2 separate regions of the Mus musculus genome follow, and region 1 is linked to region 2. The links are chromatin contacts, called in public Hi-C maps. All regions are on one chromosome and are shown on one strand. Each heading gives the region's core, a stretch centred on a gene start, on an enhancer-like site or on the middle of the called end of the contact. The rest is flanking DNA. Distances are from core to core; before and after follow the strand shown. Region 1 holds the start of Rims4 (regulating synaptic membrane exocytosis 4). Region 2 overlaps Rims4 (regulating synaptic membrane exocytosis 4).

Evidence for each region. Hi-C and Micro-C count contacts between places; a contact is called where the count stands out from the background.
Region 1: a contact with region 2 is called in a Hi-C map of cerebral cortex, with 2.1 times the contacts expected there. The contact joins the promoter of Rims4 here to the enhancer-like site in region 2. A contact is called at or near these places in 1 of 39 promoter capture datasets (embryonic stem cells), 9 of 484 Hi-C or Micro-C datasets (the N1E-115 cell line, cerebral cortex, embryonic stem cells and 3 more), 4 of 115 datasets of contacts at active chromatin or transcription factors (embryonic stem cells and neural progenitor cells) and 3 of 9 other capture datasets (adipose tissue, liver and pancreatic islet).

Annotation. Positions count from the first base shown.
Region 1 is chr2:163,917,186-163,923,847 of GRCm38.p6, reverse strand. It overlaps Rims4 (regulating synaptic membrane exocytosis 4), which reads left to right and starts at 4,875. Exons shown (of 6, transcript NM_183023.2): 1 at 4,875-5,261. The coding sequence starts at 5,165. It overlaps Gm35886 (a long non-coding RNA gene), which reads right to left and starts at 4,781. Exons shown (of 3, transcript XR_375201.3): 1 at 3,654-4,781.
Region 2 is chr2:163,873,823-163,879,958 of GRCm38.p6, reverse strand. It overlaps Rims4 (regulating synaptic membrane exocytosis 4), which reads left to right. Exons shown (of 6, transcript NM_183023.2): 2 at 727-865. Among named protein-coding and RNA genes, the nearest start is that of Kcnk15, 23 kb to the right of the region's middle. Within about 2 kb of position 4,853, at least 22 of the 459 cell types and tissues checked have an H3K27ac peak or open chromatin away from gene starts, as enhancers often do. A contact at or near this core is called in the N1E-115 cell line, cerebral cortex, forebrain and 1 more, where this site is marked.

The DNA.
Region 1 (6,662 bases), core at 3,626-6,125, 44 kb before region 2:
TAAACTTGACAAAATCGAACTATTGCACAATGTCAGGAATCATTGGCGTCTTATAAATCCCATAAGGCAGAGGCCAGGCGTGTTTTATTTGCCCCTGTATCCTGAGCTCTTGATGCGGACCCATGCAGTTCTCTCTCTCTTTCTCTCTCTCTCTCGTGAGTGTGTGTGTGTGTGTGTGTGCGCGCGCGCGCATGTGCTTATGCATGGGAAGGCTCCTGCATTTGTGTGTTAGTGCGTGCAGTTTTGCTAGCCTAGTTGGCCCTCGAGCCCCCGGGCTTCTCCAGTCCTCAGCTCTGCAGCCCTCAGATTACAGACACATGTCTGGGCTCTGAACCCAGCTCCCCATGCTTGTACCATAAGCACTTTACCAACTGACGTGCCTCCCAGACTCCTTGTCTTTGTTTCTCAGTGGAGAATCCCGAAAAGGACATTTCCCAGACCTCACGTCCAAAATAAGGAGGGGCTTTGAAGCTGCGCAGGCAGTGCCCCATCTCACCAGCGGGTAGCGCTCTCCATCTCTGTGGTCCTAAACTGGAAGCTCTGGTTTCCCATATAGCCTTTCCCTCAGATCAAGCCTCACAAGTCTCCATCCACAAGCCCAAGCCTCTTCTCACTCTCCAATTTGTTCTTCAAACCTTTCTCATCCTCAGACTCAAGTGGCCGGCCATGACATTTCCAATGACGAAACTACATATTTATAAGGGATCAAACACTCGGGTTTATAAGCCAAACCCTATTCTTGGAATATTAGCCGCATGCTAACCTGAAAGGAGAAATCACACCGAAGGCTGACTAGGCGTGTTTTTCTTAAAAAGTGGCACAGGACTTTAACCTCGGCACCAGAGAGGCAGAGCTCATGTGTTCAAGGCCAGCCTGGTCTACAGAGTAAGTCCCCGGATAGCCAGAGCTACATAGTGAGACCCTGTCTCAAAAATTCAAAACAACAGCAGCAGCAGCAACAACAACAACAACAACAGAATTGGTTTGTGCTCATGGGGAAGGGAAGTGTGACCCTTGAACTTGTTCTCAGAGAACAAGAAGGGTTTTTTTTCTTTCTATCGCATGGGTCTCAGGGATCAAACTCAGATTGTCAGGTTTGGTGAGACTTGCTTTTACACTCTGAGCCATTTCACTGTCTCCCCCCCCCCCCCCCACACCCCAGACTGTCTTTCTTCCTCGAGAGTCAGCTTCATGGGTGTTTCCCACCAGGAGCCCCACCCCCACTCCCCGAGTCTCTTATCAATTGTACAGGTGACCTGGTTCCTGACGGAACCAGCAAGAGGTTTCTGTCTTTCAATAGCTCTGCCCACATGTGCCATATGGTGCTCTCTGAGACCCAGTTTCCCTCTCCCCAAGATGAGACAGTCAATGGTATTTCGGGTTCCTTTCGCTGTGTATGTTAGGCTCTGACAGGCGGGGAAGCTGTGTGGACTTTAGAGTGTAAACTCACACTTGTACAGCATCAGGTTGAAGGACTCACTTGATAGGGAGAGCCACATTGTGGGTCTCTGTTTTACACTTGGTGAAACTGAGGCCCAGAGAGGTTAATTTACTTGCTCAAAGTTGCTGTTCCATTGTGGTATAAAATATGATCTCTAGGCAGACATATGTTCAGGAAGGGCTCAGTGGAGCAGCAAATACTTAGTGTCTCTCACTTGGTTGCCAGCAGGTGTCAGCTGTGACTGTATCAAGGTTCATCCACAATGGGTCCCAGGTTGGCGCTCTCAAAAGGCCAGGCAAGGCTGGCAGATGAGTTTCTTATGGCATCTCTAGCATGGAGTCTTCATGGAGATTAATTTTATTTATTTATTTTGCAGTGAGTATGTGAGTACACTGTAGCGGTCCTCAGATACACCAGTAGAGGGTGTCGGATCCTGTTACAGATGGTTGTGAGCCACCATGTGGCTGCTGGGAATTGAACTCAGGACCTCTGGAAGACCTCTGGAAGTGCTATTCACTGCTGAACCATCCTTCCAGCCCTTGTTTGCACAGTTTTAAGAGCGGCCTAGCGGTCCTACTGATCCTTGGTGAGGTAGCATTTGACTGTCCAAAGGTCAGCTCAGGGTTTGCATGCTCCTGTGCAGGCCGCTTGCAATATTCAGTTTGGACCTTCCTCTTGGGTCTCTGAGATGTCTTCCCTAGTTCCAGGCCAAGTTCAGTGACCCTCGCAGCCCCATCACATATGCGTCCCTGAATGAATTTGCCTTGGTGTTAGGAGTAGTGGAAGAGACACAAATTTTGGAATTGGGCTGCTACAAGCTTCAGTCTCATCCCTTTCCTGTGATCTTTGAGATATGCAAGCCTCAGCTCTCAGTTCTTCCTAAAATGGGGGAGAGAGGTGCTCAGGATACCTCCCTCATAAGCTGGTGTGAAGGGCTCCTTCATCCAACCTACATAAGTTAGTTAAATTAGTACCACTTTTTACCTAGTACCCTACTAGGCCCTGGGGCAGAGAGAGAGAGAGAGAGAGAGAGAGAGAGAGAGAGAGAGAGAGAGAGAGAGAGAGAGAGAGAGATCCACCTTCTGCACACATGGGATGGCTCAGACAGTGACTAGAGCGACACAGAAAATAAAGCTCAGGAGATTTTGCCATCTCGGGGAGGTGCCTGAAGGAGGCCTTTACTGCAGAGGTGCTATCTGCGTGAATGTCCGTGAGAGCAAGCCCTGTGGCTTTCTGGAGAGTATTTCTGGCAGAGGGAAGAGAAATTCCTTTGGGTCTGAAGCCAAGTGAGCCACAGGGATATGAGGGAGATGAGGACAAGAGGTGGCCGAGCACACAGTTGGGACCTTGTGGCATCTGGACTCTGACCCTGAATGAAATGAGAGCTGTGATGAATTGGGACAGAGAAGTGGTCAGCTTCTGAGTATATGTTGGGCATAGAGGAGTCACTGATGGACACACATACACCACACACATACACATACACACACACACACAAACAGAGAAAGAGAGAGAGAGAGGAGAGAGAGAGAGAAGAGAACGCGCTCGGAGATGTATGGTGTCTGAATGACTAGAAGGAGTGAGGTTCTGGGGTGTCTACGAGCAGAACATTCTCATACTTCTATTGCTCTCAAGGTCAGAGTTGGCTTCCTGGAAAGGGGAAGAGGCTCGAGTAGCACCCCCTTTGTGTCAGGTACTCAGCGAGGGGACAGAATTGGTCCAAGGACCTAGTCTACCCTTACATAATTCCCTTTGACTGTGTGGAACTAGGGAAAGACATCACCGCCGTGATCAAGTTACAAGACGACATAAAGGATAAAGGAGGGGGTACCCTTTGGGGGACAACCCAGCAGGGAGTTAGAGAGAGGGGAGGATGAGAAAGGCCTGTCAGTCCTGTGGTAGCGTTGAAGATGGAGAGCCCATGTGTACGGGCCCAGGACCATTTGCAGATGTTGAGATGCCAGCACACACGGACTTCAGTCCTACATTTGCAAGGAACTGAATCTTGCTGGCACCTGAATCATCATGGAATCCGACTCTTCTCCAAAGCCGGCAGTGACAAGCCACCCCTCGCTAATACTTTGTAACATTCTAAGCAGAGAACCCAGCTCAGCTGCACAGACTTACAATCTAGACAGATTGCACACTAATAAAGGTCTGTTGCTTTTAAGCCTCTTGGTTGGCTATGAATGAACAGAAAATAAATACTCACAACCATCCAAAACAGAGGGTTCCTGCTGTCATCGCTCCGATGAAGAAGTAGGTTAGTGAGATGGAGGGGCTCCCTCTAGGTCCCTCGGAAAGGAGGGACTGAGCAGTCCTTTCCTGAGGCCATTTCAGAGGGCTGCTTCACGGGAGGGGGAGAGCAATTAGAAAGGATTGCTGCTTCTGCTGGTAGAGTGGACCTCTGGTCATTCAGGTTTGGAGGGCAGAGGAGGTTTGCAATTGAGTGTATCTCTTTATACCCAGGCTCTGATAATCTGTCCCTATGGGTGTGAATCGGGGGACCATGGGCATCAGGATGTGTCTGAGAGTGTGTGCCAGTGTAAGCCTGCAGCAATGTCTCAGGATCTTGAGTCTGAGGGTGTCTGTGCACCAGAATGAATCCATCCCTGTGAGTGACTCAGTCTGTACGGCTGTGTCTATAGGTATGAGTGTTCTGAGGGTGACTGTCCCAGTTTTGGGGACAGATCACTACAGGAGGAGGGGTGCTAATGTTCCCTCTCTGTGAGAGACTCCCAGGATATGTCTGCAAGCAAGTGTGGGTGCACGAAAAGGTGTGTGTCTGTCCAAACTTCTGTGGGGTTTGTGGGGTCTGAGGGTCTCCAATATGTGGGAGGACATGTCCTGCCCGCCTGTTGCTCCCTGTGACTCTGCAGGTCTCTGTGTACCCTCTGAAGTTGCCAGTGGGTATATCTGCTCCTATGTCAGAAAGAGTCACTGTGTGTCTATAGAGTGTCTGTCTGTTCAGGTATCCGTGAAGGTGTTTGTCCAGGTGTCCCTCTGTCCCCGAGTGTGAGGGAGTCCGAGATCTCTCTTGCCGAGCGAATACATCCTTGTGGGTGCTTGTGGGTGAATGCAGGTTTCTTGGATTTCTTGGACTGTGTCCCTCTGGGAGCCTCAGGGTATCTGGGTGAGGCCTGCATGAATCGGGGTTACTGGACACCTGCCTCTGGAGTGAGTCTGAGGACTCACAGTCACGGGTCAGAGCGGGCACCGGAGGTTCAGCCGCAGCAGCCGGGCGCAGACAGCCTTGCGGCGGGCTCGTGCACCTGCCCGGTTGGCAGCGGCGGCAGCGGTGGCGGCGCAGCCCGCACCCTCGCGGCTCCCAAGCCCCGCCCGCGGCGCCCCCTCCCCCGGGCCTCGGCGATTGGCTGCGGAGCTCGGCTGCGGCCCGCCCCGCGCGGCAAGCAGGCTGGGGACGCCGCGGGCCAGAGCGCGCTGCGCCGCCGCCGCCACCACCACCACCACCGCCACCACCGCCGCCACCGCCACTGCCTCCGCCACCGCCGCCGCCACCGCCGCGAGCACCTCGCGTCTCGGGCTCCACGCGCCGCCAGTGTCCGGCCCTCTGCGCCCGGCCACCAGCCCCGCCGCCTGCCCGCGGAGCCCCGGGCCGCCGCCACCACGCCGCGCGCCGTACTCCGCGTCAAGAATGGGGCGGCCAAGCTGCCCAAGCCGCCCGCCGCCGCCGCGGCCGAGGCTCCTGGCGCGGGCGCGGGCATGGAGCGCTCGCAGAGCCGCCTCAGCCTGTCCGCCTCCTTCGAGGCGCTCGCCATCTACTTCCCGTGCATGAACTCCTTCGATGATGAGGACGCAGGTGAGCGCGCTGCGGTCCACCCACCCCGGGGGGTTGTCTCCCGGTCCAGAAGCCAGGGACCCTCGGGGACCCGGAGCGCCCGAGAGAGGCGGCCACTGTCTCCGCTGCACTCTCGGTCCCACTCGGATAGATACCCAGGGGCCCCTCCCACTCCCTCAAGACCCCAGGAGTCTAGGAGGAGCTCTGGTCCTGTCCCCCCTCCTGCGCCCCAGGGACCCCTTGAGCATCTGCACTCGTCCTTCTTGCGCAAGTGGGCCCTTGGGTCGCCTGGACCCAAGTCTCCCTATTTATATGCACCTGCAGGATTCCCCCGCGACCCCCTCCCTGACTTGTTTCTCAACAGGATTTGCCACTACCCAAGTCTGGTATATGCCCCCTAGTCAGATTTCGGGTTTTAGGCCGCTTCACCCCTGGTCTTCCGACGTACCCCTGGTCGTTGGAAGCGGCGCATAGACCTGACCTCTCCGAGGTCTTTGTCTTAGCTGCATCCAGAGGCTCCCTGCCCAAGACCCCCTTGTTCAAAGGCCAAAGCCTTGAGTGTCCCGATTTGTTTCTCCATTCCCTTCCCCCACAGGCTGGGGCTCCAGACTCTTGTCAGATTCTGGGGAGCCGCACATAACTGGTCCGGGGTCTGCTGGTCTTTCCTCCCCAAGGAGGTGCAAGGCAGTGTAAGTGCTAACTACAGCAGTGCTACCCTTCAGTGTGTGCCCCTGACTTCAGGTGTTCTTGTCCCTGGAGTGGCCTTTCTGGGTGGGCTGAACCCAGCTGTGGACCTGCAACTCGAACCTGCTTCTAGGCCTGGACACACACACACACACACACACACACACACCACAAAAAAACTGGTAGCCACAGTCCAGGGGTAGAGAGGAAACCAGCTCGTGGATACTGGGACCAGGCAGAGGGTACAGAGAGCAGTGAGTTTGGTTTGGGGTAAAGAAGAAAATCCAACAACAGGTGGGGGTACCTAGAAGGTTTGGGTGAGAGTTCCCCCAAAGAGTGCCAAGATTGGGAGTTAGAGTCCGATTCCAGTCTTTATTCCCTCCGAATAAGCTGTGACCTTGGGCAAATCATGCCAACCTGAGCCTCAGTTTCTTCATCAGGAAGTGCAGATAACACTGCCTCTGATGCTGTGTGGTGGGAGGGTGGAATGAAATGGTTTTTGAACTGATAATTTGGGAATATTTGAAGTCAATGAAGAAGTGGCGGGCGGGAAAGAGGAGTGTGTGTGTGTGTGTGTGTGTGTGTGTGTGTGTTGTGTGTGTGTAGGAACAAGTGGGTTCAATACTGATTAAAATACAGATTAACTCTTAAGAGGAAAAAAAATCATGTATGCACTACCCCAAAATGTTACAGTTTAGGGAATTCAAGAGTTCAGGTTTCTACTCCCTGCCTGCTGGC
Region 2 (6,136 bases), core at 3,604-6,103:
AGGCAAAGGAGTGAGTGGTTGGACAGGAAAGGCATGATGGGAAGGAATGCCAAGCTCAAAGGCCATTTTGTCTGATAACAACCCTGCAGTGCTCCCATTTTACAGATAAATAAACAGAGCCCCGGGGATACTGAGCAATTCCTGTGCTTTTTAGCTAATGGGAGATGCATTCAGGATTTGAGTCAGCCATGTGCCTTTAAAACCAGTGATCTTAGTGGTTACCAGTGAGGGTGAATCTGTTCTCTAGGGGGTGGTTGGCAGTGTCTGCAGACATTTTGGTTGGCACAGGGTTGCTACTAGGCATCTAGTGGAGACATGGCAGGATGCCACCCACAGTCACCCTGGCATGGAGAAGCCCTGGCCTGAACCCTGCAGAGCAACTGAAAGAGTATGGCCCATAGTAGGTGCTTAAGATGCTATCAGTAGAGAGCAAGGGGTATTCGGAGAAAACTGCAGGGGAGAAAATGTGTAAAGAAGCAGAGCAGTTAACAAAGCTGGAGACAATGCTATGTGCTGGCTGGGTGGCTGTGAAGAGCGCCTTGTTCCCCAGGGAGAGTGGGCACAGGTGAGCCAGAGGGATCAAGGACATTGGTGGGCCCGACTAGGGCTGATGTGTCACTGCCCACAGCTGCTGAAGCACTAACCAGACAACTTCGTTCTCTGTCCCTTCCCCCCAACCCCCACTGCATGTCTCTCCCTACCTCTCTTGGCCCCCATGCTCAACAGCAGACAGCCGGAGGCTGAAGGGTGCCATCCAGAGAAGCACAGAGACGGGACTGGCCGTGGAGATGCCCAGCCGGACGCTCCGCCAAGCCAGCCATGAGTCCATCGAGGACAGCATGAACAGCTATGGCTCAGAGGGCAAGTAAGTATGGCTCCTGCACCTCCCTGAAGCCTTCCTGTCCCCAATCAGTGGGGGAAAGAGGGTTGAGCAGCACCCCCTCCCTGCAAGTACCCTGGTTCCTTGGTCTGGGTTCTTTGGGCTGGTGGGTTTTTGCCTAAGCCTCCAGGGCCTTCAGAAGAAACCAGTGAGCCTAGGTTTTATGCTTCATAATCCCTACTATTTTAGAGCTGTGTGACCGTGAACAGGGGACATCCTTGAATTTATTTCCCCATCTGCAAAAGGAAGGGATTACATCAACTACCTTGGGCTTGTGACGGTTCATGTTAGCTGTCAATTTAACAGGATATAGGATCACCTAGGAGACAGACCTCCAGGCACATCTATAAGGAGTCATTTAGTCTCTAGGCTGCCTGTCAGGGTCAGGGTCATATCAGTTGGGTTCATTGAATTGGGAAGACCCACACTCAAAGTGGGCAGTGCCCTTCCTTGGGTGTAGGTCATGTACTCCATTAAAAAGGAGACAGCTGAGGCTGGGCATGCTAGCACACACCTTTAGTCACAGCACTTGGGAGGCAGAGGCAGGAAGATTTCTATGAGTTCGAGGCCAGCCTGGTCTGCAGAGTTCCAGGACGGCCAAGGCTATATAGTAAGACCCTTACTGAAAGGAGAGAGAGAGAGAGAGAGAGAGAGAGAGAGAGAGAGAGAGAGAGAGCACTAGCTGATCATTGGCAGCCATGGCCCTGTGCTTCCTGACTGTGGACACCACGTGACTTCCTGCTGTGGTGGTCTGTACCCTTGAACCGTGAGCTGAAGTCGACTCTTCTCCCTTAAGTTGCTTGTGACACAGGAACACGAGGAAAACCAACCTAAGACACAGACATTATGAGGATAAAGTATTTTCAATCTGTATAATCCTGAGTTAATATGTAGAAAGAACAGAGGACAGTGCTTGGCACCTGCTGTATACCAGTGCTGGTAGATTACCCAGGGAAAGGAGTCACTGTGGTTCGGCAGGACGTCCTCATTATTTCCTTTTCTTTAGTTCCTTAAGTCCCAGTTGGGTTTTAAAAGTACGAACCAGGGCTTGATAAAGGCTCACGTGTGTCAAGTCTTGAGACCCTCTCCAGGGTTTGCCTTCAGGACTGCACACCAGGATCTGGGGATGTGTTACAGAATGCAGGTGGCAGAGTTCTTTGTCCCAGCCACCCAGTCAGTGTGTCTGGGAGGAAGTCAGCTTTCCAGCCTTCTGGAGGAACCCAGCTAAGCTAGGGGCCTTTCACACACATGGGAGCCTTAGGAAGTCTGGGGTGTTTGCCTCCTCTGATGGACACACACACACACACACACACAGAGTCTCACAGTCACACAAACCTACTCTTCTCAGATTCCCCTCATACCCATCCTTAGCCGATCCTGACTAGATTCAAAATAACTCCATACTGAGAACGCAGGTACCCAGGGTTTCCGGAGCTTGCCTTGGCCACAGAGCCACTCCTATCTGGAACTCAGGAGTTCTGACTCCCAGTTGGAATTCACTCTATACTACCACATTGCTTTACCTTTCCAACTGTCCTGAGGCTGTGAAGGGCCCTGGTGTGTCACATTCCCTGTCCTTACACATGAGGAATCTGAGGCTTGGGAAAGTTCAGGTCTGTGCTGTCTGTCGTCTGTCTGTCTGTCCGTCTGTCCGTCTGTCTGTCTGTCTGTATAGGCGTCTGCTGCACATGGCTATGCAGATGTAAAGGAGCTGAAATTTTAAAATAAACCATCCTGCTCCCGTGATGCGAAGTGTATTCAAGTGCTGGTGGCAGCACGTGGTTCGTGGCAGCTGTGTTGAGTAAGGCAGGAAACAACAGCATTTCGTCTTCACAGAGGGCTCTGCAGGATTGCACTGGCTCAGTGGCTTACCCCTCTCCGCTGTGGACTCGGTGCAGACTCCAGCCAACGTGGAGCTCAGCCTCTGCCCTTCATCTATGCCCTGCCTCTCAGCTGGGCTCCTGCTGGCTAAAAGCCTTGTCCCCTCACCCCACCCTCACCCCTCCCATACCGGGCAGCTCAGCCCTTATGAATGGGCCTGGAGTTGGCAGAGCTTCTATTCCGCCCACCTCCAGGGACACTTTCCTGTGGGAGGGAAGAGGGGTGGACAGCAGAAGAGAGAGAAGGAGAAACTGGAGGGGGAAGAGGAGGGGAAATGGCCTGCATTTTTATAACCACATGGCTGGGCTTGGAGGAAGAGATCTGGGCACCTGGGAGCAATGCCCTTCCTTCTCTCAGGTGCCAGTCCCACCCAGGAGGCCTGAGGCCCAGTCTTGTACTTCCATGTTGGGTGTCTGTCCTTGGATGAATGTGACCTCTAGCTCAGAAGACATTATGTAGGGCTCTGGAGATTAAACGAGCCAGGTCCGTGGGAAGCAGTGTGGTGCTGTAGATGGTAGCAGGCACATCGAAGCTGTGGTCCTACATCACAGAAGAGAAAAGGAGAGCTCAGCCCATCACAGGACTCCCACAGGGGAAGCATAGTAAGAGGATGTTAGGATGAAGGAAAGAGGCTCTGCCTGCTCGTGGGTTTGGAGCTCGGGGCTTGTTTGCTTGAATATGCTTCCAGGGACCAGAGAGTCCAACTGTCAGGGTCAAACAGACTCAGCAGTTAGGCAGCCCTGGGCTCTGGGTGATGCTTCTCAGCGGCCATGCAGCTTTGGCAGAGTTACCTCCTCTCTGAGCCCAGTTTCTCCATTGTAGAAAGGGGGTAGGTAATGGGGGCAGTGCAGAGAGCAGTAGTGAGGGTGAGTAATGTATGAGAAGCACCTAGAGCGGTGGCCAGCACATGGCTAGCACGGATGGTGTTCACTGTCAGTGCTGTTCATTGTTAACCCAGCCACCGTGAGCTGTGGGATTTGCTGTTTCAGGTCAATTGCCTCCTAGCAGATAAGGTGAGCCATCCCAGATACAAACCAGTCTCCAGAGCACAAGTGAGGGCCCAGCAGGCAGTGGCTCTTAGTGGCCACTAAAAGTTTGGGGAGGCTGAGCCAATCTGAAGAAGGATCAAAGGTCTGGAAGATACTGGTTCCAGCAGGGGGGCCAGAAAATAAGCAGTACATGGCTACTCTAATATGCTGTCTGCTGAGTCTGAAAGGAGAGAGGTGGAGGGGCTTTGTGTTTTTGTTGGCATCAGCAGCCTACTTGGCCACCCCAGAATGAACACCCTCTAGAGACCTAGAAGGGATTCGATCTCGTCAGAGGCCAGGTGCTGCCAGCTCACCCCGCCCCTGGATGAAGAGGGGACAGGGGACGATTCAGCCATGGCCATCTTCTTCTGGTCCTTAGGTATTCAGAGAGCTGGTTGGACCCAGCTGCCAGGCTCTGAAACAGGAAGGGGTGTGAGTGCCCTCCCCTCCTCCCACCCCTTGGTCTCATGCCAGCCTCCCAGATGCTCACAGGGAGACAGCCTCACTTGAGAAGCTGCTGGTCCTGGCACTGCTGGGGTGGGCCACTGAGCACAGGCATCTACAGGCAAAGGGCCCGCCCGTGTGGGGTTCCGTGTGAACATGTGTGATTAGGCATCTGTAGTATGCCAGACAGCTGGGCTGGCCACCGTAGAAATTGTGTGTCCTGACACCACAGGGCACTGGCCAGTCAACCAGAAACAGATACAAAAGGCAGGTGTGAAGATAGTGGCCAAGCTGTGATCCCAGCCGGTCTCAAGATACAGAAATACTAAGAGCTTAGACTTCGGTCAGTGAGTATGCTGTGGGCTGCAGGTGACAAAATCCCAGTGGACAGTGGCTTCATCCCTTGCTATTTAAAGTATGAACTGCAGGCCAACATTATCAGCAGCAGCAGCAGCAGCAGCAGCAGCAGCAGTCTCTGGATGCCTGTTAGAAATACATAACTTCTGACCCTGTCCACAACTATAGTCAGAATCCATGACACCAAGATCCCCAGCTGGTCTGTGTGCACACTGTCAGGACGCCCTGGCTTAATGGCCGTAGCAGCCATGTGAATGCTGTCGAGAGCTTTGTGCAGACACTGTGCCAAGGGCTTTGACCTGTGTTGACTCATTTAATCCCCCACAACAGCGGGATGGTGGGATGAATGCTAATAGCCCCTCTTACAGATGAGAAAATGCCAGGGGGTAGTTTGCCCAAGGTCACAGGGCCAGGCAGCAGCCAAGCTGAGATTCACATGCAGGCATCTGCCCAATTACACTCACCCCCTTCTCTCGTTACATTGTTGCATGCATGAATATTTCTAGAGGCAGATGATGCTGGTGGATTGGGAAGCCGGCAAGGCCACCATAGACGCAAAGTCCCTCCATCTTCCCCTTCTACATCCCATGTGTTTTCCTCTGGAGCTTGGAAAGAACTTCCTGTTACAAGTCCCCTTTCTGATGCATCCCAAATTGGAGATTTGCTTGTTAAGGATGGAGGGGCTAAAGGCAGAGCAAGGTCATCTCACTCAGACAAAGGGCACAGGCTAGAGGTCAAGGGCCCTGAGGATAGCACACACAGAGACACAGACACACAGACACACAGACACACCTATACCACATACACACATCTAAACATGCATACCTAGATGCATATATCTATAACACACACACACATACCAGCACCCACACCTGCACTTACATATTCACACATAGACACACACATATACACCTGTATCACATACACACATCTATACACACATACCTATAACACACGCGCACACACACACACACACACACACACACCACTCCTGCCTCCAGTCCTAAGCTGCTTCCTGCCTGCCTGTCTACCTCGCTTTGGGTTTTCTCAGAACCAATGGTCTCAGACCTCACCTGTGAATTCAGTTGGAAGGGGTTTACTTGAGACCTGATTCTGGAAAACAGTGTCAGAGACTGGACAAGAGGAGTTCAGTGTGTGTGCTGTGTGATGTTAACTTCCCCCATGGGCAGCTCAGTCCTGAAGGGCAGCCTGGTAGCCAGCATGGGGCAGCCTCCTGCCACCTCTCAGCAGGACTCCTCGCTGTGACTCACTGTGTGTGTGTGTGTGTGTATGTGTGTGTGTGTGTGTGTGTGTGTGTGTGTGTGTGAGGGCATGTTATAGGTATGTGTGTCTAGGTATGTGTGTATACATGTGTGTATGTGGTATAGGTGTATATGTGTGTGTATGTGTGAATATGTAAGTGTAGGTGCTAATATGTGTGTGGTTGAGGGGATAGGGAAATTCTTTAGGGTTCAGGAAACATGGGCAGAGGCACATAGGGGATCGCCTTAGGAATGGCAGATAGCTCAGCAGAGCTTACCCCACT